Regions from separate parts of the Gossypium hirsutum genome. Here all the other regions are linked to region 2. Evidence: chromatin contacts called from public Hi-C data. All regions are on one chromosome and are shown on one strand. Each heading gives the region's core, a stretch centred on a gene start, on an enhancer-like site or on the middle of the called end of the contact. The rest is flanking DNA. Distances are from core to core; before and after follow the strand shown. Region 1 holds the start of LOC107930112 (phytochrome-interacting ankyrin-repeat protein 1). Region 2 holds the start of LOC107930109 (cyclin-dependent kinase C-2). Region 3 holds the start of LOC107930114 (ATP-dependent Clp protease proteolytic subunit 4, chloroplastic).

The links. A called contact is a pair of places that touch in the nucleus more often than the background predicts.
Region 1: a contact with region 2 is called in a Hi-C map of leaf, with 2.2 times the contacts expected there. The contact joins the promoter of LOC107930112 here to the promoter of LOC107930109 in region 2. A contact is called at or near these places in 6 of 34 Hi-C or Micro-C datasets (hypocotyl and leaf).
Region 3: a contact with region 2 is called in a Hi-C map of leaf, with 3 times the contacts expected there. The contact joins the promoter of LOC107930114 here to the promoter of LOC107930109 in region 2. A contact is called at or near these places in 3 of 34 Hi-C or Micro-C datasets (callus and leaf).

Annotation. Positions count from the first base shown.
Region 1 is chrA08:108,882,869-108,886,798 of Gossypium_hirsutum_v2.1, forward strand. LOC107930112 (phytochrome-interacting ankyrin-repeat protein 1) reads left to right here and starts at 2,529. Exons shown (of 3, transcript XM_016861683.2): 1 at 2,529-3,280; 2 at 3,892-3,930. The coding sequence starts at 3,155.
Region 2 is chrA08:109,155,437-109,159,465 of Gossypium_hirsutum_v2.1, forward strand. It overlaps LOC107930109 (cyclin-dependent kinase C-2), which reads right to left and starts at 1,594. Exons shown (of 12, transcript XM_016861677.2): 1 at 1,250-1,594; 2 at 1,016-1,097; 3 at 839-929; 4 at 673-702; 5 at 474-583; 6 at 277-349; 7 at 62-182. The coding sequence starts at 1,359.
Region 3 is chrA08:108,764,814-108,768,962 of Gossypium_hirsutum_v2.1, forward strand. LOC107930114 (ATP-dependent Clp protease proteolytic subunit 4, chloroplastic) reads right to left here and starts at 1,727. Exons shown (of 2, transcript XM_016861685.2): 1 at 1,131-1,727. The coding sequence starts at 1,513.

The DNA.
Region 1 (3,930 bases), core at 1,279-3,778, 270 kb before region 2:
AGGCCTATATTATTTGGGTAATGAATTATTATTTTAATATTATTTATGTAAATTTCCCCCTTAGTATAGCATAAATAAATATTATTATATTGTATTAACATAACAAAAATTGTGAGGGTCCATACTTCGTATAGTACATGGAAGAGATGTTGATAATCTTAATAATGCATATTCAAATTCAAATGACGATGACAATGAACTCAATCAATGGTTAACAAAAGATGATAATGACTATATGTTAGATATTTAAGAAGAAATAACTCAACAAATGTGAACTAGAACAATTAGATAAAATTGCATATGATGTTTAATCGTATTATCAATTACGTTTTTAGACTAACATAATACATATAATGATTTGATTTTAATTTTTGTTACTCGTTTAGAAATTTTTTTATCATACTAATAATTTTTTATAGTAATTAATATATTTTTTAAATATAAAATATACAACTATGTAATTACAATTTGTGCTACCAAATATGACATAGAGAATTACGATGTAATTACACTTTTTCAACTAAACACATCTAGAGAATTATAATTCTTTGTAATTATAAGACCAATTACACTTTCACTCAATTACCTTGTGTTGTCCAAACATTCCCTTAATATATTCTAATGTATATATTAAAATTATTATCAAATACAATTTATCAAATTTCATTTATGAATATTATATACTTTTAAAATAAATTTTAGGCATAACGTCAAATTTAGCCCTCAATGTTTACATTTTCTTTCAATTTGAGTCTTATTTTTTTAAGCTAAATTTGGTTTTTAACATTTCAAAAGGAGTCAAAACGCTTTTTTTAACATAAATATTGGCTAAAATATTGATATTTTAACAATTTTGGCATGACAATTGCATGGCAGTCCATGTGTATTTAACATTGACATGATACTATTTGTTTTAAATGTCATGTTCACAAAAACATTAGAAATTAAAAAATATAAAAATTTTATAAAAAAATCAAATAAATTAGGAACATGTGGATTGCCATAAGGGTTGCCATGTTTGAAAATTCAATGTTTTAGTCGGTATTTTCGTTTAAAAAAATAAAAACTCGATTCCTTTTTAAAGCTTAATGGTTAAACTCGACTCTTTTAAAAATATTTAGGACCATATTTAGTCAAAAAAAATAGAAAGGGCCAAATTGACAAAAGATGCAAACATTGAAGGTTAAATTTGATGTTATACCTAAATTTTAGGGTAAACTATAAAAATAGTTAGTCAACTATTAGCATGTTTCTATTTTGTCCACTTTATAAAAAATAAAAAAAATCATTTAAAAAATCATTTATGATAAAATACATAAGATTTTATAAAAATACATACAACATTATAATAAATGAATACCCATTTTTCTCTATTTTTGACATGAAATTTATTTATTAAAATAATATTTTCATAAATAAAATATTTTAAAAAACCTACAAATAATACTTAAATCAGATTCAAGGTTTTCCTTTTTTTTTTGAAGTTTATTTTATAAATAGTAATTTTTATTATACGACTAACATTAGTCCTTAGTCTTTCTCAAATTTGTCCTGTGCTAGGCACCGTCTTTACCCACAACCACCAGTATTAATAATATTTACTTTGAACTCCTTGATGTCCACATCTTCCATCATTATACCATCGAACTAGAAATTAGTTATTGAGATATTGACATGGCCTTTTAAATTCCACCTACTAGGTCTCTAAGACCTTATCCTCACTATATATCCCCAGTCATGCCCACCTTAAATAGAGCCTCAAATGCAACAAATCCATTTTGGGCGACAACCTAAAGACATTGGTTCTCACCATTTTTTATCTCACACTATAATTTTTAACTCAACTGGGATTGTTAATATTAAAAAAAGGGAAAATTTTGAATTTGCATAATTCTTTTTTATGGGTTTTCCCCTTTTTTTTGTGTGTAAGATTATTATTTTATTTATAAAATTATCATTATAATAAATAAAATTCATGTTAAGAAATGGAAAAAGAAAGATATCCATTTATTTATAAATATTTTTTAATAATTTTTTTATATATTTTTATAAAACTATTATGTATTTTTATTGAAAAATGAAATTTTAAATTTTTTATTTCTTTAATTTTTTCTAAATTTATATTTTTTTAAGAATTAAGACTAAATTGACAAAATGTATAAAGTTGAGCGCTAAATTTGTTGTATTTTTTTTTGTTATTAATTGTTATGCCAATAAAAAAATGTCATTGTTAAAAATTTAACGTAGGATTGAACAAAATATTAAAATTTGATAATATTAAGACTAAAATAGAAAATTTTAAACCTTGATGACGAAAATAGAAACATGATATAGTTGGTGACTATTTTTAGAGTTTATCCCGAAATTTTATTATATATTGATTTATTAAAAGAGGGGGAAACATTGTGTTGTGGTGGGCTGGGCTGGATGGGTTGCTAGGTACAGTATTAGTGATGGCCCGTTAGCCCATCGCCAAGAGAACCAAAGTTGGCGAATGCCACAAAGATATTTAGGTCTTAAATCTCACAAGCCTAGTATTGGGTAAGGTCGGGGCGTCATAATATCCTCTTTGTGGTAGCTCTCTCCTTTCCTCTCATTTCTCTTAATGTTTTCCTCTTTATTTAGGGTTTTCTTTTGATTACTCCTCTTCCCGATTTCATAAAATTTTAATATTCTCCCACTCCGAATCGATCTATGATTTGGGCAATTCCTCTGTTTTTGCTGTAAATATTATTCAAAATCAATTTCATCAATTATGTTTTTATTGCCTTCTTCGTTGATGACTTGCAACGTGATATTCCAAAACCTGCGTGTGTTCGGTCCTGGCTTGAATCCTTTTTCCCCTTTCTGCGTCGCTCATCATTCCTCTGCTTCTCGCTAATCTGTTTCCCTCTTCTCCTTGTTTTCATCTCTATCATGTAATCATTTTTCTCTTCATCTTAAGCTTTCGAGGGGATTGTTTGTTTTCCAAGAATAAAAAGAAAGGGATCTAACTCTTTGTGAAAATTTCACGTTTTTACAAAAATATCATGCGTTTCTTCGCCTAATCAATCAAATCTTGGTCTGGGGTTCTCTTTACTTTTTCCGGGTTAAAGGAAAAAAGTCTATATATCTGCAACGGTATTGGTTGGTTTTTGTTATTGCTTCGAAGAATATGACCCAAGGACAGTCTTTGCGGAGAAATTTGTCAAGAAGGCGCTCGTTTAGGTGTGGGATTGATAGGGATGATAGAGGTTGGACAATGCTCCACATCGGAGCCCGTAAAGGTGACCTCATTCAGGTTTCTTTCTTTCTTATTTACCGTTTTTACTGCTCTTTCTTTTATTGGTAGTACCCTTGAATTTTATGAATTCATGATAATTGTTGCCGGATATGATATCCACCTATTGATGATGGATCCTTAAGTTACTCAATAGTTCTAATACTTTAAACCAATATAAGAAACCAACGCTAATGTTAGATTATTACATTTACTGGAAAATGTTCTTTTACCTGGATTTATATACAGGGAGGAATAGCTTCCAATTACTTTTCCGTGATTTTTTTTCCTTTTCGGATTCCCCAAATTCCCTTGGGGAATCTCTTAACAAGTTTTACTTGCTGATTTTTTTTAGAAGCATTCCATCCCCAGGAGGAGCCGAACATGATAATTTTTCTTTATCTTGGTCAAATAAAAATAAGTTTAACCAAATGATTATAGACAGATACATATAAAATAAATCCTTATGTTTATCAGTACATGTATGAATGGTTCCATATGTAAGACCCAAATCCTTTTGAGCTTGTTGTGACTGGTATTTTTTGGTATATTATTTGTGTTTATTTGTCAAACGATTCACTGCTATAACTTCTCTTGGCCATGGACTGCTGAGCTAAAATTCCTTGAAACAGGTCAAGCAACTGCTCAACGAAGGTGTGGATGTAAATGTG
Region 2 (4,029 bases), core at 344-2,843:
TTAGTCCTCTCACCAAAAGTTTCATCAACACAGTTCAACCCAAGAATAAAAAGACACATACCTGTACCATAAGGTAATAACACGATTTGTAAGGTTTGCATTATGATCATTTGAGAATGAACGGGCAAGACCAAAATCAGCAAGCTTGAGGTTACCCTCGTTGTCTATAAGAAGATTTGAGCCTGCATCAATGAATAAGTAGAACCTTAATTTGGATTTCATAGTCAGGGACAACATTATATTAAACAAGGGGATATCAGGTATGCAGGTAAGAACCTTTGATGTCACGGTGAAGTACTTGATTTACATGACAATAGTGAAGCCCAGTAAGAAGTTGCCTCATGTAACACTGGACGAAAGGGTAGCATGGTTAGAAGAACAAAATTATGATGATTGAATGCAGAGTGCTCTCCCTCTCTCTCTCTCTCTCTCTCTCTCTCTTCTCTATCCTTTTTGCCTATAAAATGGGTTACCTTAATTTGGGGAACTGAAAATCTCATCCCAGGTCGATCAGCAAGGCCAGTCAAATCATGGTCCATGTATTCGAAAACCATATAAATTCCACCTTTATACTTGTTACCATCTATAATGCAAAAAAGGGAAAGAGTTAAACCATAGCAAATATTAAGTGTGAGCCGATAACACCTTAATCAGGAATGGTACAACACTTGCCTGGTCTCCCCTGCTCATCCTTCTCCGGACCTACAATTAAAAATAATATAAAACCAGGAGATATGAAGGAAAGGTTAAAGGAGTAATTTTAAGAAGTAGGAGTCAAATCAATAAATGCATTAAAAGCCAAAGGGGCAATTGCAAAATGACGAGCACGTATAATTACCCGGAGAAGTAACAATCTCTTTGAGCTTAATTACATTCTCATGGTGGAGCTTCTTCAGAATTTTAATTTCACGAATAGCTGTTATGGGAAACTGTACAAGTTTGTAGAGAAAGAGCAATTTTTAGCTATGATTTCTTTGATTTATATGAAACATAAATGTATAAGGCGTGAACATACTCCTTCTCTCTCGTTGTCCATGCGTATTTTCTTCAAAGCAACAATTTCACCGGTCTTTATTTCCCTGGCCATGTAAACTTGGCTGCAAAAACATATAGTACTAGAAATTGAATTAAACTGGCAATGAATGGTTATTAAGCAAAGAGAAATTAGAACGCCCTATTTAAGAAAAATAGAGAAACAAACATAAACCCTAAATTGAAAATAAGAGGAAGGGAAAGCAGAAGAACGGACCCGTAGGTACCCTCTCCAATCTGCTCGAGCTTTTCGAAACAATCGACGCTTCTTGATCCCCAGCAGGGCGACTCGTTCAGATTAAGCTGCCCTGCCCCTGCTATCGCCATCTGATTCTTTGATTGAGAATCAATTTAGCAGCTACTTAAATAAACACACAATTCCCTGCAGTTGAACCGAAAGGCCGAATACTGACTACATCAACGGCGGCGGATTTGAACAACTCACACTAGCAGAGGTTCTCAATATACCTAATTGCATGCAAATTCCCCAATTCCACATTCCAAAGGCATTGCCCCGTTCGCCCTGTTTCCCAAACTTCAAATACTAATACGGTTTTCCTTTTTCTTATCTTGTAATATTTGCTTTGCTTATTTAAACCCAACCCAATATCACTAGGCCCAAAACTAAAGTCTAAACTTCTCTTTGAAAATACCACGTATTTTCTTAGCAAATAAAAGAAGACTCACGAACAAGTGGCGGAGCCAAGTGGGCTTGCAGGTCCCGTCCTTTTAAAATAAAAATTTTATAATTTAAATTTTTATAATTTAAAATTTTTAAATTAGTAATGAAAAAATTATAATTTGGTCTTTTTAAAAATGATAAAAATTTAATTTAATCCATTAAAAATTATAAATATATAAATTATTGAAATAATGAAATTACATAGTTACTATTATAAAAATATATAATTTAGTTCCGCACCCAAATAATTTTCTGGTTCCGCCACTATCACGAACACAATACTTACAAAAAAGGTGAAAATGGAAAATTATTTGAATGCCAATATGATATTAAAATTTTTTTAAAGACTATTTTAAAAGCATTTATAACCCTCCAAAAATAAGTATTTATAATCAACCGAATCAAAATAGTTCACAATCAATTGATAATTTCTTAATTGGTTTGGAGGTTCCTCAATACTAGAGAATCTAAAATATTTATTAAATTCTCCATTCACAGAAAAGAAAGTTATAAAAATAATGTTTGATTTGAGATGTCTTAAAGCACTTGAACCGAATGCAGGATGTAGATATTTGGTTTCAGATCCACGGCTCAACTTCCTCAACTAAAGGAATTAAATAAAATGTTCATTATGCCAATCCCATAAGGAAAATGTCTAGAAAAGGTGGGTCATTTTCGCCCAATAAGCTTGTGCAATATGGTTTATAGGGTTATTTCTAAGATTTTGATTTCGAGAATCTAGTCCATCCTTAATGAGATCATCACTTTGTTTCGAAATGCATTCATCAAAGGTAGCCAAATTAGTGATAATGTTGTTATGGCATTAGAATTGCTAAATCTTATAAAAAAGAAGAAGAAGAAGGGAAAATGGTGCATAAGTGCTCTAAAACTTGAAACGAATAAGGCGCATGATAGGTTAAATTTGAATTTTGTTTGAGCAATTCTATGTGCTATGGACTTTGATGAGAAATGGATAAATTTAATTATGCAATGCATATAGACAGTGTCTTATCATATTGTTACTAATGGGGCCCGCACAAGTTAATTTAACCTATAAGGGGCATTAAGCAAGGTGATTGTAACGACTCGATTTTTAGTGATATCAGAAATTGCAGTTTCAAAACTCCATTTCCATAAACTGAGTCCATAAATATTCAATTATGGAGATAATATAAAATATTTAATATGAATATTTATGGAGATAATATAAAATATATTAAAGATTGGTCCAGTAGTTTTTCTGAAATAATAGTTAATTAAGGCTCAGGGACTAAATTGTAAAGTTTCAATCGTTATAGATTTTTAATTGACAAAAGGTTTGAGGATTAAAATAGCAATTAGCCAAAGGTCCTAAATGACAATCGAACCATTTTTAAATAGGAGAATGTGGATGATGATGGTAAAATCAACTAAAGTTAGATTAAAGTTAGATTAAGTTAATTAAACCATGATTATGTTAATTAGATTAGTTTAATTAAACTTTAACAAAACTAAGTTAGTGGGAAAACATGTGAAATCCATCCTTCAACTTCATCTCCTTGCCATCCATGAAGAAGAAAAACCTAAGGAAGCTTAAAATCATTTGGCCATGATTTGGTAGGTAAATTTAATTCTTGTTCTTGTAATTTTTATGAATTTGAGATCATGAGAGCTTAATTCAGCTAGACCATGTACCAAACTGTGAAACTATTAAATTTTTATAAATTTTTTATTGTTGATTTCTTGAAGAATTGGGCTTGAATTTGATAAATTTTAAGCTTAGAATATGAAAAGGACTAGATTGTAAAGTTAATTTAACTTATTGTTAAATTTTGTTACAGTAGGGACTAATTTGAATAAATTTAAAAAATTTCATGAAATCATATTATAAATAAAACTATAAGGCTCTAATGAGAATATATGAAATCGTATTTCAATCCGAAGCTAGGAATTGAAAGTTAAGCTTATCCCAAGTTTAGGGACTAAATTGAATAACATGTAAAATTTAGGGGAAATTAAAAATAAATTTTCTATAGAATCATGCATATCATAGCATAGTATGGAAATATTTGGTATTGATTGGTGACATAAAATAACTGTATAGATCAAGAATTGGATCGAAGTGAAGTTATTCGGGGAAAAGTTACAATTGAGGATTAGTCTCTAAAGTATGCTCCCTTTTCACATTTTGAACAGGTAAGTTCATATGAAACTTGTTAGTTTATTTTATTTTATTTTTTTATTTCATATATCTATGTTTAAATATAATTAGAAATCTAGTAAATTTGGCATGTATGGCTAATTGTGGACTAAATTCAAATCTCATGTGTTTATTG
Region 3 (4,149 bases), core at 477-2,976, 390 kb before region 2:
AATATAACATGTAAGATTGCATACATGTTTTCAAACGTAAATTGATGACCTAAACTGCATATAATGTCAACTGCTCTAAGCTCCTAAAGATTGAAGAATATGCACACTTCCACTTGGCCCTGCAACAACCTAAGTTATACCCAAAGATTGCATAAACAGAAGGATCTGAGCTGACTCCTAATCCAGAAAACATTTATTGGGCATAATTTTCCCATTTTAAGGAATTGAAAAAAAATAAAGCACACTAAGAAACTTGACCTTGGTCATTAGAAGAAAAAAAGAATAGATAATCACACACAATTGAACAATAAGATTGTGAACTACCACACATGCTAATTTAATGATGAAGCAAGACTCTTCATGCTTGGACGAAGCAATAAAGTTTCCATCCTCGAGCTGATGCTACAAACCAAGAGTTGTAGCTTGCTGGAAATTTATACCATAGGCTCAGCCATGACCCGATGTCCATTTTAGGCTACTTGAGTTATTTTTAGTGGTTAGACTTGCTAGCTTATCAAGCACTAAGGTTCGGAAGTATTCTATAAGTGCTTTAGAGATGCTACTCTATTAAATGGGGTTTACAAACAAGATAGATCATTAAATCATTGCTATCAGGCTTCTTCAACAAGAAATATCAGGAAACAATGATAATCCATATCCAAGGAGAATCCCACTCCCATCAAATAAAAATTGCCATTTCATTTCCAAGAACCTAAACAATGATGTGTCCTAGTTGAAGAACAAACAGAGAATTCATTATTCAGTTTGTTAGGGGAATATTAAAGCGATCAAGATTTGAGAAATGGTACCTTCAGCCAGAGTTTTTCCAATAAAGTAACTCACCCAAGTCATGACTTGTCAGTTCAAGATTCATAGAAAAATAAGTTCTATTAGTGAATTCTCCTCTCTCTTTTTTTCTTAATTATGAAAATGCCCATTGATAAAATCATCGGATATGTATTTCCAAGATTCACACGCAGACTAAAATGTTCTTTCTTTCCCAGAGAGAAAACAATTTCACGGAACAGAGCAGAAGTTGTAGCAACAATGTGTTCTCTGCATTATTATCTTTGCCTAGGGTTACAGAGCAGCAGAACAAATATAAAATCCTGGAAAAAAAAAGGGGATACCTCAAAGAACCACCAGGGGAATTAATGAAGAGTCTGATATCTTTAGTAGGGTCCTGAGCGTCCAAAAGCAGCAACTGACTTATAATGGCATCGGCCGCAAAGTCATCAATGTTGTTACCTAGAAAAACGATTCGCTCCCTGAGCAACAACCCCATAGCGTCGGCCTCGGCCCCTCGCATGGCGGTGGCGGGGCTCTGAGGGGATGAAAATTTGAGGGAATTCGCAGTAGGTTTCAGTTTGAGAGATGAGGAGAGGGGTTTGGATGTGGGTGCGGAGCACGCAAAGGAAGGGTTTGGGAAAGTAAGAGAGAGTTTATGTTTAGGTTTGAGATGAAGAGAGGGGAAGGAAGGGGTTAGAGAAGATGAGAGGGATAGTAAACCCATGGCGCTTTGTGATGTTGGTGGTGCGTCGAGAAAACTCAGTCACAGATAAGCAACTACTCCGACCGAAGCCGCCGCCCCCTTTGCCCTTCGTTCTTGATATGATATCAGGCAAATACCGTTCCAATATTGTTATCCTCTTTTTTTCACTGAAGGTTTAAATATGTGAGAGGTCTTTATACTTTTGAAAAATGTGGACATTAGTCCGTATAGTATTGAGTCTCAAATGATTTAATATTTTTTAATATTATCTGAATTTACCTAGTTACTTTAGCTGGCCTAACTAGTATAAAATAAAGTATAAATATTAAAATTGATATATAATTTTGGTTTAATTTATAATTTTATACATGAATTTTTTATTTGATTCAATTCTCATAAATTATTAACACAATTACTGATATAGCTTTATTTTATGTTTATATATATATTTCATACACAAATACTTATATTTATCCAATATAAAAATATATTGATGTATTTATTTAAATATGTATGATTGAATCAAAATCAAAGTTTCATATATACATTTGAACCACAATTAAAGTTCCACGTATATAATTGTATCAAATCAAAGTTCATATATCAAATTGCACATTAGATCAAAATTCATGTGTAACACCCCTAACTAGTTCTGATATTTGGGACCTGATATAGGACTATTACATTTGGTGCTAAAGAGATCTTGACTAAACAGTAAGTAATTTCAAACATTAACTATAGCATTTAAACTTATTTAAGTCATTAATTATTATCTTAAATGTTTGAGGTCATCATCGGTCAATCGTTGACGTTTAAAAGTGATTTAAAAATGATTTTTTTAAGAAAAATAGAGGGCAAGTATCAGTACCAAAACATAGGGTATCGATACCTTAACAAGGTATCTGTACCCTTGACCAGTGTTGATACCAAAACGGCATTTTGGAACTCAAAATTTCAAAAATTTCATGTGGGTATCGATACCTATGTCCGAGGTATCGATACCAAATTGACATTCTATTTTTGAAAAACTCAATTCCAAACACTAGGTACCGATTCCTGACCCTTGGTATCGATACTTTAAGTCAAATTTGCTCAAAAATATTTGGAAAATTTGCTAAAAAACCCTTTGCAAAGAGTTTGAACCAATCCAACACTTAAAAACCAATTCAAAGCAATTCTAAATCAACCATTCTTAACCAATAATCATACCACATATGCATACACACATTTAAACTCTTATTAATTCATTTCCAATAATGCTAAAGTACTTAATTAATTTACCCACAATAAGTAAAACTTTTAAAGTTTACAAAATAACCTCTTTTTACCAAGTTAAATACCACACCACCTAATTCAAAGCAATTCTAAATCAACCATTCTTAACCAATAATCATACCACATATGCATACACACATTTAAACTCTTATTAATTCATTTCCAATAATGCTAAAGTACTTAATTAATTTACCCACAATAAGTAAAACTTTTAAAGTTTACAAAATAACCTCTTTTTACCAAGTTAAATACCACACCACCTATGTACATGTCATTCTAAATAAAAAAATCTATACATACACTTTTCGAGCTTGGCAATGTGATGAGATGAGCAGCTGACAACCTTGACTCTAGCTCGTTAAATTTAACTATACCTATGCATTGAAATAAACACGTTAAGCCAGTGACAACTTAGTAAACACTACAAGAATAAATGAATATAACATATATTTAAAATGTTACTAATATATATTATACTTCCACATATGAATATCTTTATGACTAGACATTTATTTCAACAAATTTACTTACCTTGAGTAATTTCCATACTTACTTGATACTTTAAATACTCGTATTTCTTGCTTTCACACATTTTCCCACAGTAGACTATTTAGAACAATTTAGGATTTACAAATCAAGTACAGGGGTGCAACTATATGCACAAGTATATGGAGAGCACTAAGGTGCTATACGAAGAGCACAAGCATGCTAAACAGAAAGCACTAGCATACTAAAAAACAAAGAGCGCGGTGAGGATCCTTACTGGCATGCCACTAGTATCCCAGTAGTTCTAATTCTGTCAACTTGGGCATTTAACACAATTTCATACAAATGTTCATATTATAACAAAATTTTGAAAATATTCCATATTTTTCCATATTTCACAATTTAACTCCTAATTAATAAATTGCATGCATAATATTATTTTCCATGCACATTTCTTTTTCTCAACATAAATATTAACATTCAACCAAATGCACCATTTTATATTTTACACTTATAATTCCCTTAATAAATTTCATAGTATTACGATTTAGTCCTTTTATTTGCATAATTTCCTACCTAGCTATCCTAGTAAACTAAAATATTATTGCATGAACATTTAGAAAAAAATAATGGTAATTCTTATAGTACTTACAATAAAATGGTTGAGATGATGTATTTTCTTCTTCCTTCACTCATTGGCCTTCTATTTTCCTTTTCCTTTAATTGGGTAATTTCTTTCTTTTCTTTTTCTTCAATTTCATATCAAACATATAATATTTAACAAACATGTATGACATGATGATTTTACCATCACTTACCTTAAATTTTGATTTTACAATCTAACCCTTATTTTCTCTCTCCTTCTACACCTCTATGGAAGCTCTTCGCATGAAACT